Regions from separate parts of the Mus musculus genome. Here all the other regions are linked to region 1. Evidence: chromatin contacts called from public HiCAR-type and promoter capture Hi-C data. All regions are on one chromosome and are shown on one strand. Each heading gives the region's core, a stretch centred on a gene start, on an enhancer-like site or on the middle of the called end of the contact. The rest is flanking DNA. Distances are from core to core; before and after follow the strand shown. Region 1 holds the start of Cacna2d3 (calcium channel, voltage-dependent, alpha2/delta subunit 3). Region 2 overlaps Cacna2d3 (calcium channel, voltage-dependent, alpha2/delta subunit 3). Region 3 overlaps Cacna2d3 (calcium channel, voltage-dependent, alpha2/delta subunit 3).

What was found. Promoter capture Hi-C pulls out the DNA fragments that hold promoters and counts their contacts. HiCAR-type assays count read pairs that join an accessible place to other places.
Region 2: a contact with region 1 is called in a promoter capture Hi-C map of hippocampal neurons, with 6 times the contacts expected there. The contact joins the enhancer-like site here to the promoter of Cacna2d3 in region 1. A contact is called at or near these places in 9 of 39 promoter capture datasets (the HPC-7 cell line, cranial neural crest, embryonic stem cells and 4 more) and 1 of 115 datasets of contacts at active chromatin or transcription factors (embryonic stem cells).
Region 3: a contact with region 1 is called in a HiCAR-type map of astrocytes, with 2.2 times the contacts expected there. The contact joins the enhancer-like site here to the promoter of Cacna2d3 in region 1. A contact is called at or near these places in 6 of 39 promoter capture datasets (the C10 cell line, the HPC-7 cell line, hippocampal neurons and 2 more) and 2 of 115 datasets of contacts at active chromatin or transcription factors (astrocytes and embryonic midbrain).

What each region holds. Positions count from the first base shown.
Region 1 is chr14:29,720,512-29,723,211 of GRCm38.p6, forward strand. It overlaps Cacna2d3 (calcium channel, voltage-dependent, alpha2/delta subunit 3), which reads right to left and starts at 1,353. Exons shown (of 38, transcript NM_009785.1): 1 at 1,135-1,353; 2 at 361-442. The coding sequence starts at 1,256.
Region 2 is chr14:29,275,295-29,277,994 of GRCm38.p6, forward strand. All of the region lies in intron 11 of Cacna2d3 (calcium channel, voltage-dependent, alpha2/delta subunit 3), which reads right to left. Among named protein-coding and RNA genes, the nearest start is that of Lrtm1, 260 kb to the left of the region's middle. Within about 2 kb of position 1,362, at least 11 of the 459 cell types and tissues checked have an H3K27ac peak or open chromatin away from gene starts, as enhancers often do. A contact at or near this core is called in hippocampal neurons, where this site is marked.
Region 3 is chr14:29,228,166-29,230,865 of GRCm38.p6, forward strand. The region is part of intron 11 of Cacna2d3 (calcium channel, voltage-dependent, alpha2/delta subunit 3); the gene reads right to left. Among named protein-coding and RNA genes, the nearest start is that of Lrtm1, 210 kb to the left of the region's middle. Within about 2 kb of position 1,411, at least 24 of the 459 cell types and tissues checked have an H3K27ac peak or open chromatin away from gene starts, as enhancers often do. A contact at or near this core is called in astrocytes, where this site is marked.

The sequences.
Region 1 (2,700 bases), core at 103-2,602:
GCCGGATTCTGCCCCTTGGAAGAAGTTAGCATCTTTTGGCCAGGGAAGCATCTGCTCTCGCACTGAGACAGCAATACCAACAACTGCGAGAAGAGCCATGCAAACACACTGTTTCCGAGCCCCAGCCAGGACAGTGCGAGTGAGTATCCTGCTTTTCTTTGTGTTTGGAATCAAGTGTCATCTAAAAATAACCGGTTGGTAGGGAGAAGTCACTGCACAGTACAATGCCAAGAACGGGAGATCAGAGACTACTCTGATAACTGATGCAGCTCTGGGCTCACGTTTGTTTGGAAAAACTAAATCTGCCTCCATTTTCTGTGCTAGAAAAATCATCGCTGTCTGTCACCACAGAAACCTTACCTTTTGCAGAAGCTGGGAGCCCGAGTACTTGGCAGCGATGGATTTTATCTCCCCACCAAAAGCGGAGGCCCACAGCTTCACTCTATGGGGAGAAAAGAGCAGAGGGAAGAAATGTAATACCAGTGTCACCGTCACACACGCGCACACACCGGGCTGTGGCTGAAAGAGCAGGGCGATAGAACATTAAAGGAAAAAGGAAAGAAAGATTAAAAAAAAAAAAAAAAAAAAAAACTCTCTCTTACAAACTACCCGCACCAAGATGTAGAGCGCAGCGCGGGATGGGGTCCGGGGTCACCGGAGTTCAGAAGGTGTAAAGCCTGGCTCTCTAAGAAGACCACGGGCTTTCATAGAAACAATTGCCTGGTTACTTAAACACCTAAAATGAGCATCACCTGGCAAATACTACTCTGAAGAAATCCACCCATCCCCACCCCCACCCCACTTCCCGGAAAAGTAGGATGGCAAGGTAGCAGAAAAGGGGACCATTAAACAGCCCGTGGAAGTTGCAGTCTGTAAACAGGCTCTAAACTTGGCGCTGTCACTTGAGGTGAACCTCTCCAGGTCTTACTCCCCAGCCCCAGGGAAAGGGCGAGAAGGTTCCACCCTAGTCTCCCGCCACTGGGTGCTGATGCTGAGAGGCAGGTGCAAGAGGCGAGGCCCGCACCCGCCGTGGGTCCTGCCCAGCCGCACCTGCAGGCGCCCAAACTTGGGCGCCCCGGGTCTCTCTCGGGCGCTAGCCGCCCCTCCCGGGGAGTCCCAACACCAGGCACTTACACGGAGAGCGGGATCTGCTGCTCGGAGCGCACCACGTCCCCCAGAGCGGCGTAGAGAAGCGCGGTGGCTAGGAGCGCCGAGGCCCCCCGGGACGCGCAGCACAGCGAGCCCGGCCCGGCCATCCTGGCGGCGGCGGCGGCGGCGGCGACTGGAGCGGCCGCGGAGAGCTGCGCCGGGCGGGCGGTGGGCGAGCGCGCTGGGCTGCCTGCTCCGCCGCGCGCCGCCCCTCCTGCCTCTCGCGCGCCCGGCTCACTTGGGGAGCAGGGGGGGGGGGGAAGCAGCGGGGTACGGGGGGAGGGGAGGGGAGGGCGGAGAGGAGGCGGGAGGGAGCACTGGGGAGTAGGCAGGCGCGGGAGGAGGGAGCGAGACGCGCCTCTTGCCGCGGCAGCTGCCCAGCCCCGCCTCGGCGGCCCCGGGGAGTCCGGCGAGCCGCGGCGGGAGGGCGGGAGGCGCCTCGCGGGCGGAGACTCGCAAACTCAAGTGTCCTTGGCCGCCACGGCTCGTGCCTCGCCCGGTCCGGCCCACTGCGGCCGCTGAGTTCTTTACAACTCCGCAGTCCGCCGCCACGGGCGCGACTCTCGGGTGGCCCCGGGCGGTCCCCAGGCCCTGGCGACCGGAGCGGAATGGGGGTGGGCGGCTCGGGAGCGAGGCCGAGGACCCCGATGCTCCACACTTTGCCAGTAGTTGATCTGGTCAGGAGCCCCGGGGACTGGTCAGGGGCGTTGTGGTGGGGGGCTGCGGAGCCTAGAGGTGGTGCGACCCCCTCCCGATTCCCCTCACGGTTCCTTGGGAAGAGGCAGAAGTCTGGAAGAAGCCAGCGGGCGGCGGCAGCGGCAGTGGACCGGCTCGTATAGCGGCAGAACGGGCTGGGGATGGGACAAGGGGGTCGGGTTCTAGGGAGTGCACCGCGGCGTGGCCGCCCATCGCTGCTCCACCGCCGCGGCGACTGGAGGAAAGCGCGGAGGGTGGCGCTGCAGTCGCGGCGCGGGCACCCGGCGGCCGCACAGCTACCGCTGGCGTTCCGGACCACGGGCCGGGGTGCTTTCAAGCCTACTGAAGCTCGGGGTCCGGGGTCCGCACTGCTACACGGTGCACCCAGGGACCAGGATGCCCGGGCGGGAAAGGAAGCAAACGCAGCGGAAAGTCCAACCTGACCGGCAGACACCCTTAATTCTGCGGGGGGAGGAGGGGGGTTCAGATTGCTCCGAGCACGGAGGTTCCGCACACCAGCCCCCGCCCGGGAAGAGGCAGCTGAGCGCGGGCGAGGCTTCTGAATACCCACAGGGAAAGCCCCAGGATGTCTCTTTTGCCGCGGCCCCACCCTTAGAAAAACCTTGTCCCCCATCCTCGTTCAAGCTCTAGGGTGTGACTAGGAACTTTGTGGAGCCCTCGCGCGGGCTGACGGTAAAGACCCGAGTGAGGCTGAGTCATCCTCGCCTGGCGGAGCAAACTCGGGCGACCTGGGGCAGCCGTGCGCTCCTGACCTCGCCTAGTCTCCGAACGCGCCCCCGCCGCCTCGGTTCTCCTTATGTGCATGTATTTCCGCCTCTGGGATTTACAGGGGTT
Region 2 (2,700 bases), core at 112-2,611, 450 kb before region 1:
ATACTTGAAGGGAAACAAATGGCAGAGGTCATCAGATTTTTTTTGAGATTTCAAATGACAGAACAAGCAGCTCTGGTTTTCTGGTTCTCCCTTAGGACAAGAGGAAGTACTGGCAGGGAGGGATGGCCAATTGGTGGCATTAGGCCATTGTGGACTTTTTGAATATGCACACTCTCTTCCCTGGCCACTCTTTGTGGGTTTTTCCCAGGAAGTGCTACAGAAGGTCACTTCTGAGTCTTCAGTTGGCCCCTGGGATGAAATCTTCTTGCTATGTAGGAACCATTGCTGGGTAGCTAGCTGTTGTTCATGAAAGAGTGAAGGCAACTTTCTGTTCCCTGATTATTTTGAGTGATTGTGGTGATAACTGGGCTATCTTAAGGCAACTCCAAAGAATGGAAAGACTATATGTCCACAGACACAGAGGCCAATACAAACTGGAGACAAGAAAGACAAGCTGCTTTGGCTGATGCCATCAACCACAAAAAACAACAGATACACGAAGAAGAGGATGGTGGTGATGTGGCCATCATCCTAGATATAGAAGCATGCCCTCACTCCCACATCGCACTCCATCCTTGGGGGGTTGGTTCCAGGGCTGGTGTGCACATGTCGAGGAAAGGGCTCAGCCTTCGCACCTTATGCATCTCACAAATATGTCAGCTGGTATGAGTTATCCAACAGTGACCACATTTTGGGGAGAAATCATCCATTGATTTATCACAGGGGGCATAAATCATAAATGCATTTAGTTGTCTTCATCGCCTCTCTTGTCATCCTGCCCCTCTGAAGTGAAATTAAGAGGCAGATGTCTTATCTGGGATCAATTCCAGATCCTGTTTGTGTTTAAAAAGGAAAGCCAGGAAAGGGTTTCATACAAACCTTCCATCACAGGTTGATCAAAGTCTTGCTGCCTTGAAGGCCAAGTCCTGTAGTAGCAGATAGCTTTGAAAGGTCCAGATATGCATGAGGTGGATACTGTGGTTCAAACAGTCCCCTCACATCCCAAATGAGACTGAAGATTCTAACAATTTCCACACTGTCTCTAAAACAAGCTACTCTCCCCCTCCCCACCCCCACCAACCCCCCTCCCACACACATACCCTGTGGCTTCCAGCCTCTGAGGCCCACAGAGATTCCTACACACAGGGGAGGTCCCAAATGCCATCTAAGAACAAAGACTGCCTAGCTGAAAATTTTAAAATGTAGGCTAGACCACAACAAGAACAGAGAAGGATCCTTCCAGAAAGTTCTCAAGAGCTCATCTTAAACACTTGTACTTTCTCCACCCTCAAATTCCATGGAGGTTTCTGGAAATCCTGCCTTGTTTCCCTTGTTTTCTTTCAAGACTCTTGCCTGTTTCTCCTTCCTGCTTTCAAGTACAGAAAGATCCTGCCTGTGCTGTTGATGGTCCTCACAACAGAGAGGAGCAGGGTGCTAGCAAGGCTGTTTTGAGGGTTGAAAGTCAGACAGACTGAGCAGCTGGTTTAAGATCGCAGAGTTGAGGGTGAAGTTGAACTCCAAGCTCAGCTTTTCTGTTTTTCAGATGTAAGACTTTCTAACTCTTGGTTACTCTGCTGGGTTTCCTATTTTCAACAATACTAAGAAATCATTACCCTTTCTGGAGTCTTCGGAGTCCAATCATGTATTCTACCAAGCTACTTATTGCCCATGAGGAAGACAACACATATGGTGAAAGTGTGTGGTACAAAGAGAAGGGGTGATCAGGAGGGGCTTCGTGTTGAAGGTGTAGATGGATGTATATTTGAATATGCATATTAAAGCACAGAGTTCAGAACAATGACTTATAAAACACCGAGGCAAGCTGTACAGCCACTCCCCTATAGTGGCAGCTCTTCTCTGCCACTCAATCTTGTGGACACAGACGGAGTATCATCAAGTGTTCTGTCTACAAGAGGCACACTCATAGACTTCTACCCCATCCCATTTTCCTCATGTGTCTGCTAGCCAAATGTTCAATGTTTCATGATTTTTCTCCTTATTTTCAGGGGAACCCAAACTTTATAAGAAAAGCTCCTAAAGGGTTGTTTCCTACATTGCGAGGAAAAGAAAGAAGCGCTGCTGAGGATGGAATAGGGTAATTACTCTATGCAGAGGAAACAGATTTTGGTAAGTACTGCTTGGCTCATGCACACATCCTCCCCTTTGGAGTCCTGATCTGGAACAGTCCTCCTTTGAAATTATAAAACCATCACATTTTATCCTGCCCCACTGAGGTACAAAATAAATCATGGGAAAGCAAAACTGGAGCGATCCAAATCTTAAAAGCCTCAGAATTTCTGCGGGTTGTGAGGGTCAAAATCATAGAAAGAAGAGTTGAAAGCCCCTAGATCTAGACTTCTGAAGCTGCAGGCTCCAGATGCTCACTCCCGGCTTGGTCCACCTTCCCCAAAGCAGAGGACACTTGGGAAATCTGCTCCAGAGCTCTGCCTGGCCCCCAGGAAGCTTCCTGGCCATTTAATCCACCCCTCCACGTCTTGTATTCAGTTCAAATTCCAGCACCAATTTCCACATGGGCCTCTGTGCTTTCCAACAAGGCTCTTCAGGCCACAGAATTCATGCCTGATAGTTAACATACAGCTCATGCAAGTCCCCCAAAGAGGCCCCTTAGTCACCACCCACAGCTGTTTGCTTTCTGAGAGAGGAATCCCTGAGGAACAAGGAGACTAGAACAAAATATTT
Region 3 (2,700 bases), core at 161-2,660, 490 kb before region 1:
TCTAGCAGCGGACCCACGTTCAGTTCTCAAGGACTCATAGTTGCCTGATTCCAGCTCTGGAGGACCTGATGCCTCTGGACAGCATAAGCTCCTGAACTCACAGGAAAAGAGGTGTGTGAAAACATAGATTTTAAAAATAATAATTAAAAAAAAACCCAACTCTTTAGAAAATAACAGAACAAAAATAAGATACCAGTAGGGTGCCCCTCTACCCCATTAGAGGAGGAGCTTGAATCTCTTGACCTGGGTTGAAATGAGGGAGAATTGGGGTCCCAAGTCCTCAAGCCCTTCCCCCTCCATTTCCCCAGGCTCCTGCCCAGTCTTCTCCTCCTCTCTGGTTTCATTCCACCTGCAATGTCTCCCAAACATTCCTTTCTCAGATGGGCCAGCATGGGACTCAAAGAAGGAAGAGTGTTTAAAGTGGCAGCAGATGCCACCAGCTACAAGTTCCTTCCATTGCTGCTGTATTTACACCCTTGAGTTTGGTCCTGCCCAAGTGCCTTTGTCTTCTGTCATCTGAAGTATTTCAGGCAGGTTCAAGTCTTCTGGGTTTCCAGTGACTCAGACTGTCAGCACTCCATAAGCATAGAACAACCTAGTAATTATGCCCTCTTGCCTACAAGCCATTATGGTTTCAACAGTCTTCTGTGTCAGTTAAGACCCCTGCTGAGCTGCCTATATTTGCATGGTCACTGGCAATTTGTACACATTTTTACCCACATTCACAAATATCCTCTTACTCTAGACATGGACATCCTTGAGAGACAACACACACACACACACACACACACACACACACACACATACACACGGTAGGAGAAAATTATATCTGAAGGCCACTGACCATGCATCAATGTATAAAACACTTCACAAAAGATGAAAAGAGTCAGGCCAATGTTATTCTTTCCGTGTTGTTCACATTTCCCCCAGTCACGTTCCATCTCCTTCCGCAAATGTTCTCGTCATGTTTTATTCTGACTATGCGAATTCTGCTTACTTGAACATTCTCTCCTCTTCAAAGACGATTGCAGGCAGGAGGCATTCCATTTTAATCCTTCACTTTGCCCTCCCGAATGTCAAGCATTTGTGTGCAGTGTCTTCAAAATCAATAGGGACCCAAGACATATCGCAATGAATATCAGATTGTTCCGAGCAGAATATTAAGCATGCTTTATGTTTTTCTAAGGCGGGTTTTAAAAACAGGACTGGCAACAAAAGCAAGTTGAAAGTTTATGAAAACAGACAACCCTAGCTGTATTGCATTTCCCTTTGTCTGGAAGCCAGCTCTTTTGAAAGAGTTCAAAGCAGAACGGAATTGTGGCTCGTCTTCTAAGCAAACAACACTGTCCCTGCATGTCAGCGAGTCTCCCTGCTGCCTCCCAGCTCCTGATGGCCTACCTCACTCCCTGCAATTTGCCATCCACATTCCCGAGACTCTTCCTCGGTTACAAATCTGCTGTGGATGCCATTGCATTCTATATCCACAGGCAGTTTCCTGGGAAGCAACCGCGAGTAATCGATTTGTCACTAGGATCTGACAATAGCTTGAAAATATTCTTATTTGGACTGTGTGCCGTTGATTACTTTAAATGCAAGTAAGGGGAGAGAGCAAAATGATAGTGACAGAGGGCTCCAGAAAGGGACAGTAAACTTGATTTTCTGTTTGTGCAAAGTGCTGCTATGATAACATGTTGAGTGTAATTTTAAAAAATAATGAATGACAGGCCAACAGGGCTGATCACCATGCCCACTGGCAGAAAGAGGCTCTGGAAAATGAGGAAAAAGAAGAACAACTATCTGGCAAACAGAAAACTGGAATTAACTGCTCCATCTTAAGGATATTTAGAAAAGATGTGCACCACCCCCACACCCCTGCCAACACACACACACACACACACACACACACACACACACACACACTTCCCAGAAATGGCTTTGGCGTTCATTAATGGCTGGTTTGAATGCTGGGAAGGGAACAAGGAAGCCTGGCAGTCTCTTGCCTACAGTCTTTTAGCTCTGGTTCCCTCTTCCTGGAATGCATGAAGAATAAGTTAAGTGTGCACAGGGCTTCACTCCCTTCCAGACCACAACAGTGAGGGGCACCTTGTAGCCAGGATGGAGGAGAAGATCCTGGAAGAGCCAGGAGCATGGGTTACAGTGCTGGGTTCCTTAGTTTCCCACAAGGGCCAGATGCATGTTCCTCTCTATACACTGGAATCTCTGGGCTGGGAGGATTAGAAGTTATCATTCCTCAAGAACAAGGGCAACGAAGAATCTTCTTGCTGGACCTGCCATATGAAATACAGATAACTTTGTTTTTGCATATTTGATGGGCGTGTGTGTGTGTGTGTGTGTGTGTGTGTGTGTGTGTGTGTGTGAAGACCTGGGGTTCCTCTGTTGACTTTGAAGAGTATTGAAGTAGTGTCTTTCACTAACTGGAGAGCCAGATGTTTGAAATAGTGTGGCTAGCCAGTTTGCTTTATGAATTCCATACCCCAGCCTCCATGTACTGGGACTGCAGACAGGCTCTCACACACATCTGCCTTTTCTGTGGGTTTTGTAGATCTGTGCTCTGGTTCTCACCCTTGCACAGCAAGCAGTTTCTCCTCAACCCTAGAAAGTAGAATTCTTATTGCTCTGGGAGTCTTGGTGGAAGTCACAGATGATTTCAAGACATCAACACCCCCCCCCCCATGCAGC